Linked DNA regions of Ovis aries: all the other regions are linked to region 2. A link is a contact called in public Hi-C data. All regions are on one chromosome and are shown on one strand. Each heading gives the region's core, a stretch centred on a gene start, on an enhancer-like site or on the middle of the called end of the contact. The rest is flanking DNA. Distances are from core to core; before and after follow the strand shown.

Region 1 (2,954 bases), core at 310-2,809, 440 kb after region 2:
ATGAACTCCTTATTACCAAATTCAGACTTAAATTGAAGAAAATAGGGAAAACCACTAGACCATTCAGGTATGACCTAAATCAAATCCCTTATGATTATACAGTGGAAGTGAGAAATAGATTGAAGGGCCTAGATCTGATAGATAGACTGCCTGATGAACTATGGAATGAGGTTCGTGACATTGTACAGGAGACAGGGATCAAGACCATCCCCATGGAAAAGAAATGCAAAAAAGCAAAATGGCTGTCTGGGGAGGCCTTACAAATAGCTGTGAAAAGAAGAGAGGCAAAAAGCAAAGGAGAAAAGGAAAGATATAAGCATCTGAATGCAGAGTTCCAAAGAATAGCAAGAAGAGATAAGAAAGCCTTCTTCAGCAATCAATGCAAAGAAATAGAGGAAAACAACAGAATGGGAAAGACTAGAGATCTCTTTATGCCTTGTTAGTGTTATTTTTATTTACTATGCGATCACAGGATGGGCACTTAAGTGTTTTAACTGGACTAGGTGGTGACTGCTCACATTTGCTTTTTAGGAAAACTGCTCCGTTGGCAGCATGGAGAAAGGACCCAGGAAAGATTCCACCTGTCACCTACTTAAGAGGTGACAGTGGTACAGCCAAGAAGGGGCAGCAGCGATAAAGACAAGGGGACAGACTCCAGTGATTTTAGGTGGTGGAAAAAATGTAGTTAGTGTGCGACCAGCTGAGGGGTATGGGAAGACAGAGATTTCTAGCGTCTTGGGCAACTTGAGTGTATGTTGCTGTAGGTTCCTGAGATGGGGAGCAAAAGATGACTGCCAAACTTGGAGATATGAGTTAATTTGGATTTAGGTCACAGAATCTAGTCAGTTTTTGTTCCCCTCCTCTTTTCTTCAAAAGCTTTCCAATTTATTAGTGAACTCCCACAAGAGGAGAAGCGGGGTTCTACTCTGGCACTGTTCCCTGTCCAGAGTCCCGCCTCTCTCACTAACGCACAAGGGAACGCAGCTGTGCGGCCCCTGGCCAGAGTCCCCTAGGGGTTACCTCAAGCTCTGGGTAGCTGAGCACCACCAGGGAGGCGCAGGCGCTGCCACTGTCGTCTTTCACAAAAGACACGTCCACGCCCCCGACCCTCTGCAGGCCTGAGAAGGCGGGGTCCCGTTGCCAAGCCTCCGTGTCCAGGTCCACAACACGGGCCTTCAACGAGGCTTGCTCCCTGAGAGTAGAAACAGGTCCAGCGGTCCGCCCAGCCCAGAAACCCCGCACCCCGCGGTCCAGCTGCGGCCGCCCTCATGTGGATTCCAGGCCCGGGAGTCGAAGCTCTACTAGAGACCCACCTGGTCTGGAAGTCCCTCCCTCGAGACCCAGACGCGGTCCCGGAAGCTACAACCCTTTCGCCCGCAAGCCAAAAGCAGGCCCAGGACCCTGGGGCCCCAAGTTAGGGGTTATGAAGTCGGAGGTCCGCGGGGAACCACGTCGCTCCAATCCCCGGACTTTGCGCGTCCCCTGCCTCATTACCGTTTCCAGTCCAACAAGATTTCCTCAGGCGGTTTTCCAGCCGCCTTTCCGGCCATGGCGCTGCCTGGAGCACCCCCTTCCTGTAGCGTCACTTCCGGAGCGCCGCGCGCCGGCGCTATGCCAGCGTCGTCGCCGTGGTAGCGTTTGCAGAGGCTCTTGGACACCGCCATCTGGTGGCCGGAGGCCTAGCTGGGCATTAGCTGCGCTGGAAGAGCGGGTCTTCTGAGTTGGTCTTCTGACGTAGCCGCGAGCTTCTAACGGGATCTGAAAGTTACACTGACAAACACAGATCTGCAGGAGAAAAGCCATGTGTACATATTTTACTGAGTTTCTCCGCGTACCTGCTTACCTTGTGGCTTAGCTGGTAAAGAATCCGCCTGCAATGCGGGAGACCTGGGTTGGGAAGATCTCCTGGAGAAGGGAAAGGCTACCCACTCCAGTATTCTGGCCTGGAGAATTCCATGGACTGTATAGTCCGTGGGGTCGCCAAGAGTCGGACACGACTGATAGACTTTCACTTCTACACGTACAGGGAGGGGACCTTTCACTAGAGAGTGAAGACCCAAAGAAGTGGCCAGAACTAAAGCTTTATACCTATTAGAGAAAGAAACAATGAATTTGTGAAGAACTGATAAGACAAGAGAGGTTTGGACTGTGCGTAGTAAATAGTGAAACCAGATCGAGCTTTCCTCACACAGCCTTCTGGACCCTAAACCTCCTGCCTCTGGTGATAAGAATGTCCCTCTCCTTCCTGGGAGGGGACCTTTCACCTGGGAGATTTGGAGCGGAAAATGGTTGAAGCAGGAGTGATTTTGCTGCTTCTGCCATTGTCTAAAATTTCTCTGGCTTTAGATCAATACACCAAAGTGCCATATTTTGGGGTAGCGTCCTGAACGCCATCACCAAGCATCTTCCGTTTACATGGTACCTTGACCTCAGTTTCAGTGACTCTTTTTGAGGACAGGACACAGTCCTTAGTGGGTCCAGACTCATAAATTTGACCTGGTGGATCTTGGTGAGCGGAAAAACTAAATAGGGACAACCTGGGGGGCATTGACTGACCCCTGCTTGTCAGTTGAAAGAATAATGATTCCATTTGCTTTGTGCTAGGTGTTGTACAAGATGCTGAGGTTACAGCTTCCTGATAGTAGAACTGCAGTTGTGTTAAGTGCTGACATGAAAATAACATGGGAGCCTGTTTAAACTGGTGGTAAAGGAGCCCTGAAGGTTGAGTACAAGAGAGCATTTCAGGCAAAGAGAACAGCACGTGTAAAGGGCTGAGACAGCAAAGAGGTTGGTGTATTTGAAGTACTGAAAGGTGACCAGATAGGCGGAGGTGCAGCGATTTAACCAGCGGTTTATGTTCTTCTAGGGGAATTTAGAGAAGTATATGGATAACTAATCTGAATACAAACCTCAAGAGGAAAATGCAGGAGACTAGGACTGGAGTCTGAGTTTCA
Region 2 (3,000 bases), core at 361-2,860:
GAGATATCACCCTATAGCCAGCCTACCAGCCGGGCTCAACTCTGACTTGCTTCTCTTCTGTAGGAGCTGAGCACCTACCCTGCAGGCGGCGGACAAAGTGTCAGGCAAGAGCCAGAGGGAGGCAGGTGTGGCCAGGCCACCCCTTTGTAAAACAAGTCTCAGCAGAAGGTCCCGGGGCAGCGTAAGGTTCCTCAGCTCAGCTCTTCATCCTCAGAAAACATCAGGCGATAGTTTGTTCTGTGGTGTGCCAACTGAGTTGTTCCTGTCACGACCCCACCGATGTGTATCCTTGACAACAGGAGGAGAGCTTCGGGAGCTTCCTGCTTAGCCAGAGGCCCAGAAACCCAGGAAGGAGGCCAGCATATGTGGGGGACCGGACCCCAACCACAATAAAAACCCAATGACAGCTGATCTTCTCCAGTGACAAACAGGCCTCTTTTTCAAGGGGAACTTCAGTTAAAAAGTTTTATAACTTCTGGTTTCAGAAGCTACAGTAAAACCACCTCGCCTCCCCCCATAAAACAACCTGCCACTTGAATTAGTTTCTTTCTTAGTATCAAAAATTACGTACTCTTCCTGCAGAAACTCAGAAAAGAAAGCGAAGGTAGATTCCACTTACATTCTAGGCTCTCTCCTTCCTGACACACTTCTCTTACAAAAATGGGTTAGTCTCAACACGTCATTTCACTTAACACACCACACGATTCTTTCCCTAGAAGCTAACTTTCATATCAGTGCTCTCCAGAAAAAGATGCTCAAATCCACAGGTAGAAACAGAAACATCACCATCATCCAGAACTTTCGAGGGCCAGGAGTGGCCTGGAGACAAGGGCAGCCCACAAGCTCGGGGCCAATGGCTCGTTCTCAGGGGCCGCACAGGTTGTAAGTTTGACAAGGACTGGGAAGGTGTTGAGTCCAGCCTGAGTCCTAAGCACACAGAACACGACCGTCCCACAGTGAGAGCGTTTGCTTAGATCCCCAGTTCTGGGAGCAGCAATGATGCCCCACTGCCAGATCATCCCCTCCCCACGACCTCCCACCTGAGTCTGCCACGCAGGCCCCGAGCCCGCACCGGGTCGGGGCGGGGGCTGGGAAGTGGTCTGGGGCTGGCTCCCGTGGGGCTGGAGTTTAGAAACCCCACCCGCAAGCGCGGACTCGCCCACGGACAAGGTACAACCACGAGACAGTACAAGGAGGGCCCCGCCTCCCGAAGCACAGCTCAGCCACACCCGGACCACCTACACCCGCAGCGACAGGATTCGCTCAGACTCGCTGGGTACCGGGCCCGGACATGCTCCCCAAGGGGAGCCCACTGCGCATCGCCCCAGACGGGCTCCGAGGCTGCAGCCCGGGCGTGAGGCTGGGCGGCCAGAGGCGCTGGACTCTTTGGAGAAACGGAGCGCAGCCTGCCGCCGCCCAGCCTCGGTTTCCCCGTACAGTCCGGGGGTACCCGGCCCGCGCCCACCCGCCTGCAGGGCCCGGCATCTCACCAGGATCGCCTTGTCCTGCTCCGTGACCCGGCTCTGCTTCTTACGGCCGAACAGGTTACCCATGGCGGCCGGCCCGGCCCGTGCCCCGCCGCCCTACCCGGTCGGACCCGTGCCCCGCGCCACACGGCTACCGTAGTTCGGGCCCAACCCACCCCGCTACGGCGGCCGCGCGGGGCCCGGCGCCGCAGAACGCGGAACGCGGCCGTCTGTGGACAGAAGCCCCGCCCAGAGAAGGGGCTGGACCTGCAGTGGGCGGGGCTCAGGGGCCCTGGATTGCGCGGTTCAGGTGCATTTCCAGAAGGCCCCACCCGCGCGGTCTTCAAGACTAGATGTTCCATCTCCCACTACCGTGGGAACCCTGCAGGGTGACCGCATGGACCGCCTCCCGGAAGGTCAGAGATCTTGTTCACAAATCACTGCCCCGCCGGCTCGGATGCACAAAATGCTGCGTTTAGTGATGTTACAACCCTGATCTCTAGTGTCCACTGAACTGCCAACTAGGCAGCGTGCCCCACTGGTTCTGTCCTCCGGGCTGGTGGCCTGTCTCCAGGGGAGCCCATCTTCTGGTTCCATGGTCCCGGCAGAAGCCTCCACGGGTCATCGAGGATATAGGTTGGGGTGCCACCCACACCTGCAGCCCTGGCTTCCACTCGTGCATCTTGGTTGGCATGAGGGGTCCCAGTACTCAGCCCGGTTTGGTCGCCCAGGCTGAGCCCACAGCCCAGTCTGCATGGGCCCCACCACCTTTCTAGCAGTCCTGGGCAGGTGGGGTCATAAGATGAGGTGTCCGGTGGCACATGCTCAGCGCTCACCCCTTTCTGTGAAATGAACTCCTTGATCAGGAGCAGAGCTGCATGGACACCACTAGCGGCCTCCAAGTCCACAACAGTGCAGCTGGCAGAAGCCTCCTAGAGTGGGCAGAGGCAAATCCATATCCAGAGTGTCTATTCCAGCAGCAGTCTGTGAGAGGACTGCGTGGGGAGGAGTCAGCAGCCCTTGCTCTCTGGATAGATGTGCTTTCTTGTCAGGGGAGTTCTTTCCCCCATCAGATAACCCAGGCCGCTCAGCTGGTGTCCCACAGAGCAGAGATGAGCCTTCCCTGCTGACTCCACCTAAGTGCAGAGCCAGGGCAGGGGGAGGTTGTTAGGCAGCAGCAGTACCTGGCACAATGGTTCGGGCACTGGGGGTTGGTTTGCCAGGCATACTACCTAGACCCCTTCATGAGGAACCCATACTCCCTTCTGTTCAGTCCTGGAACTGGGTGAGAGGTCATGATTTTCCTCTAAGGTCCTTCCCATCAGATCTCTATCTCCCAGATCTGGCTGGTTTCTTAATGATCCACTGAGGCTTTCTGAGACTATCCAGCTTTTGCAGTTGGCCAGTGGCAAGGGCTCTCTGGCACCGTGCATTGTGACTACTGTGTGGGTTTGCTGCCTTTTCCAGTGACCTGCCCATGTGAGCTCTGAGCCTTGCACCTCCTGTTTCTCAGGAGAAATCAGGGCCCCTGTTT
Region 3 (2,816 bases), core at 8-2,507, 330 kb after region 2:
AAGTGTTAACAGTACTAAGTATATCCAAAAAAGCATGCAAATACTTGCAACGCTGTATTTTCTAACTTGTGTAACTTTCATTGTCTGAATTAGAACTCCCTTTGAATCTAATTAACACTATCCAGTGAATAACTACTAACCAAAACAGCCTTTTCCCTTTACAACCAAAACTGGAGTCTGAAATGATTTGTACTTTTTAGTTGACCTGCAACATGTGTCTGGGAAAGAATATCGCCGCTCTACCAAGGACATACTTCTGGCTCTGAACTTTCTTGAAAAAACTACTCAAGTCCAAGGGGCGCCGGCGCTATCCACTTACCCGATCCTTCATCCTCCAGCTCTGAGCTAAGGATTTGGAGCCTTCGATTTTCTCACAGTGCCTCTTTTTCATAAAAGCCAAAGGCAGGTTCCAGTCTGTAAGGTCAGCTTCATCTTCCTCCCCGAGTCCCAAGAGAGGCGACTGCAGCATCTCGGACTCCATGAGCGGGGGAGGGGGTGGGGGAGTCCTGGGCAGCAAACGCTCGAGAACCTCCAGCCTTGAAAACTAGTGTGTACCAGAATGGGTGAAATAAGAAACAGAAAAGGGGGAGGTAGAAAAAGAAATGGGTGGAGAGGGTGGAGAGACCCTCACTCAGGCAAAAAGTCTGAGATTCTTCTAACTCTGCGCGGGAAGTCGGAGGGGGTGGGAAATGAGGGAACCAAGAGGCTCCGCACAGACACACACGCCCCCAGTTCCCAAGCCACCGGCTGCTTCTGAGGCCGTCAGTTCCCAGAGGGGCTGCGAGCGGAGCTGTCAAAGGCGTGCGAGACTCCAGGCCTCACGATGACCCTGCTCTCGGCCTCCAACGTCTCAGCCGATCAGAGGACAGGCAGGCCGCCCGCTCTTGATGCCGGTTCGCCGACTGGGCTGAGGTCTTCGGCCGAGGGGATGAGGTTCAGAGCGCCTTGGGTCTCCTGCAGCCACTCTCAGCCCTGCGGGTCGCGCACTTGCAGGAGCTGCTGCAACCAGAGCCAGGACCGGCCCATCGTGCTCGCCCGCAGCCGGCTCCTCAGCACTGGGTCCGCGCGGCCTGGCCGGTCCTGGCCTCCAGCCCTATGGCTCTCGCCCGTCTGAGAACGAGTCTTGAGAGACAGGCTACACAGAGCCGCGGAAAAGACGGGTAATGTGGGCTTATTGGGTTTGGGGAGTTTTGTCCTCTGGTTTCAAGCTACAGTGAAACTCCGCTCATCAGCACATCAAGGAGGACGCCATATTGCCAAGACCCAGCATGCAGCGCGATCTACGGCGTGGGTAACAGGCCAAACTTCCTCAGAGCGTTCTGCCTTGCCGCGCTTCCCAAGAGGCAGCGAGAGAAGTCTCCGCCCCCTTGTTACCATCGTTACCACAATTCAGCTTGCTAGTTTATAGCTTTTCGTTCAACAGATGCGTCACATCAAAGTCTGTCCTATAAATGAAACTGTGTCATTTAATTAATTTTGAAAAAATCTTTATTATTACAAGTAGACCTACATCCTTCTGAAATTAAAGGAATCGACCCCTTGTTTTTTCCAGATTTTGGAAAAGCAAAAGCTTCCGAAAGAATCATTGATAATATTACAAAGGAATATAGTATCGTACGCGAGGTTGGGAGGAGACGTACTATCCTCCACAGTATCAATCAGACTCTTATTTTTAAGGAACACAGCGAAAAAATTAATTTTGACAATTGTAATTTTTGTTTAATCCATTTATTTTCTGAGCGGTTTATTCTTATTTGAATGTAGCTTTACTTACAAACAGCTAAAAGCTATTACAAACAGCTAAAAGCTATAGATCTCTATGCGTGGATCGCCTCCTGCACTACTTTATTGCTCTATTCCGTAAACATTGCGTGTTTACAGTGTGTGAGAATGTGTCCCATGCAGAGGGAATATAAACCCCAAGGGGCATGCAGTGCCTGTCTTCAATAAACATAGTGCCTAGTGAGACACACATGTAACCATTAGATAAAGTAGTGGAGGGTGGGGGGTGCAGGAAGATCGGCAGGGAGGCTGGTCTTCCCCTCTGCATTTAGGCTTTGAGGTAAGGCCCACGTGTATCTGCATCTCAACTGTATCACTTTCCATGCCTGTGACAACATTGATCCATTCCTTAACTAGTTCAGCCTCACTTCCTTCAACTATAATCTGGGTTTATATAATACCCACCTTGAAGGGTAAAATTAACCTGTGTAGGAGTCTGGTATACAGTGAGTGTCCAGTACAATGCCAGCAATGATGGGTATATACCAGAGGGAAATCCAGCAGCCCTGCGTGCTTTGTTAATCTAAAAGAGTCAGGCTGGACTCTCAAAGAGACCCTCTTTCTCAGTATGGTTTCCTAGGGCTTTGACACGATGTCAAAATCCATATCAAAATCCTGAGGGCGGGTATTTCCCTGGGGGTCCAGTGGTTAAGATTTTGTCTTCCAATGGAGGGGGTGCAAGTTCAATCCATGCTTCGGGAGCTAAGAGCCACATGCCAAATGGCCAAAATACCAGAACATAAACAACAGAAACAGTATTGTAACAAATTCAATAAACACTTTTAAAACAGTCCACAAATAATAATTTATTAAAGATAATAAAATAATAATAGATAATAAAAGATAATAAAAAATAATAATTTTTTAAAGATAACTGATTTAACCAAAATCCAAACAGCATTTGTGTTCCTTTCAACATCTGAGTAAATAGTGCAATCCAAAATCATTCTCACCTAGCACATAGCAGGCATTTAATTAAAATTCTTGGATTAAAACATTACCATTCTAAACATTTGTTCAGTTATTACATCCTC

The links. A called contact is a pair of places that touch in the nucleus more often than the background predicts.
Region 1: a Hi-C map of hypothalamus shows a contact between it and region 2, with 4 times the contacts expected there. The contact joins the promoter of ENDOV here to the promoter of CHMP6 in region 2. A contact is called at or near these places in 10 of 16 Hi-C or Micro-C datasets (blood, hypothalamus, liver and 3 more).
Region 3: a Hi-C map of hypothalamus shows a contact between it and region 2, with 4 times the contacts expected there. The contact joins the promoter of RPTOR here to the promoter of CHMP6 in region 2. A contact is called at or near these places in 2 of 16 Hi-C or Micro-C datasets (hypothalamus and liver).

The regions. Positions count from the first base shown.
Region 1 is chr11:51,604,466-51,607,419 of ARS-UI_Ramb_v3.0, forward strand. ENDOV (endonuclease V) reads right to left here and starts at 1,560. Exons shown (of 11, transcript XR_009595619.1): 1 at 1,495-1,560; 2 at 1,021-1,192.
Region 2 is chr11:51,165,968-51,168,967 of ARS-UI_Ramb_v3.0, forward strand. It overlaps CHMP6 (charged multivesicular body protein 6), which reads right to left and starts at 1,611. Exons shown (of 8, transcript XM_027974252.2): 1 at 1,491-1,611. The coding sequence starts at 1,553.
Region 3 is chr11:51,497,706-51,500,521 of ARS-UI_Ramb_v3.0, forward strand. RPTOR (regulatory associated protein of MTOR complex 1) reads right to left here and starts at 1,258. Exons shown (of 35, transcript XM_042256773.1): 1 at 320-1,258. The coding sequence starts at 481.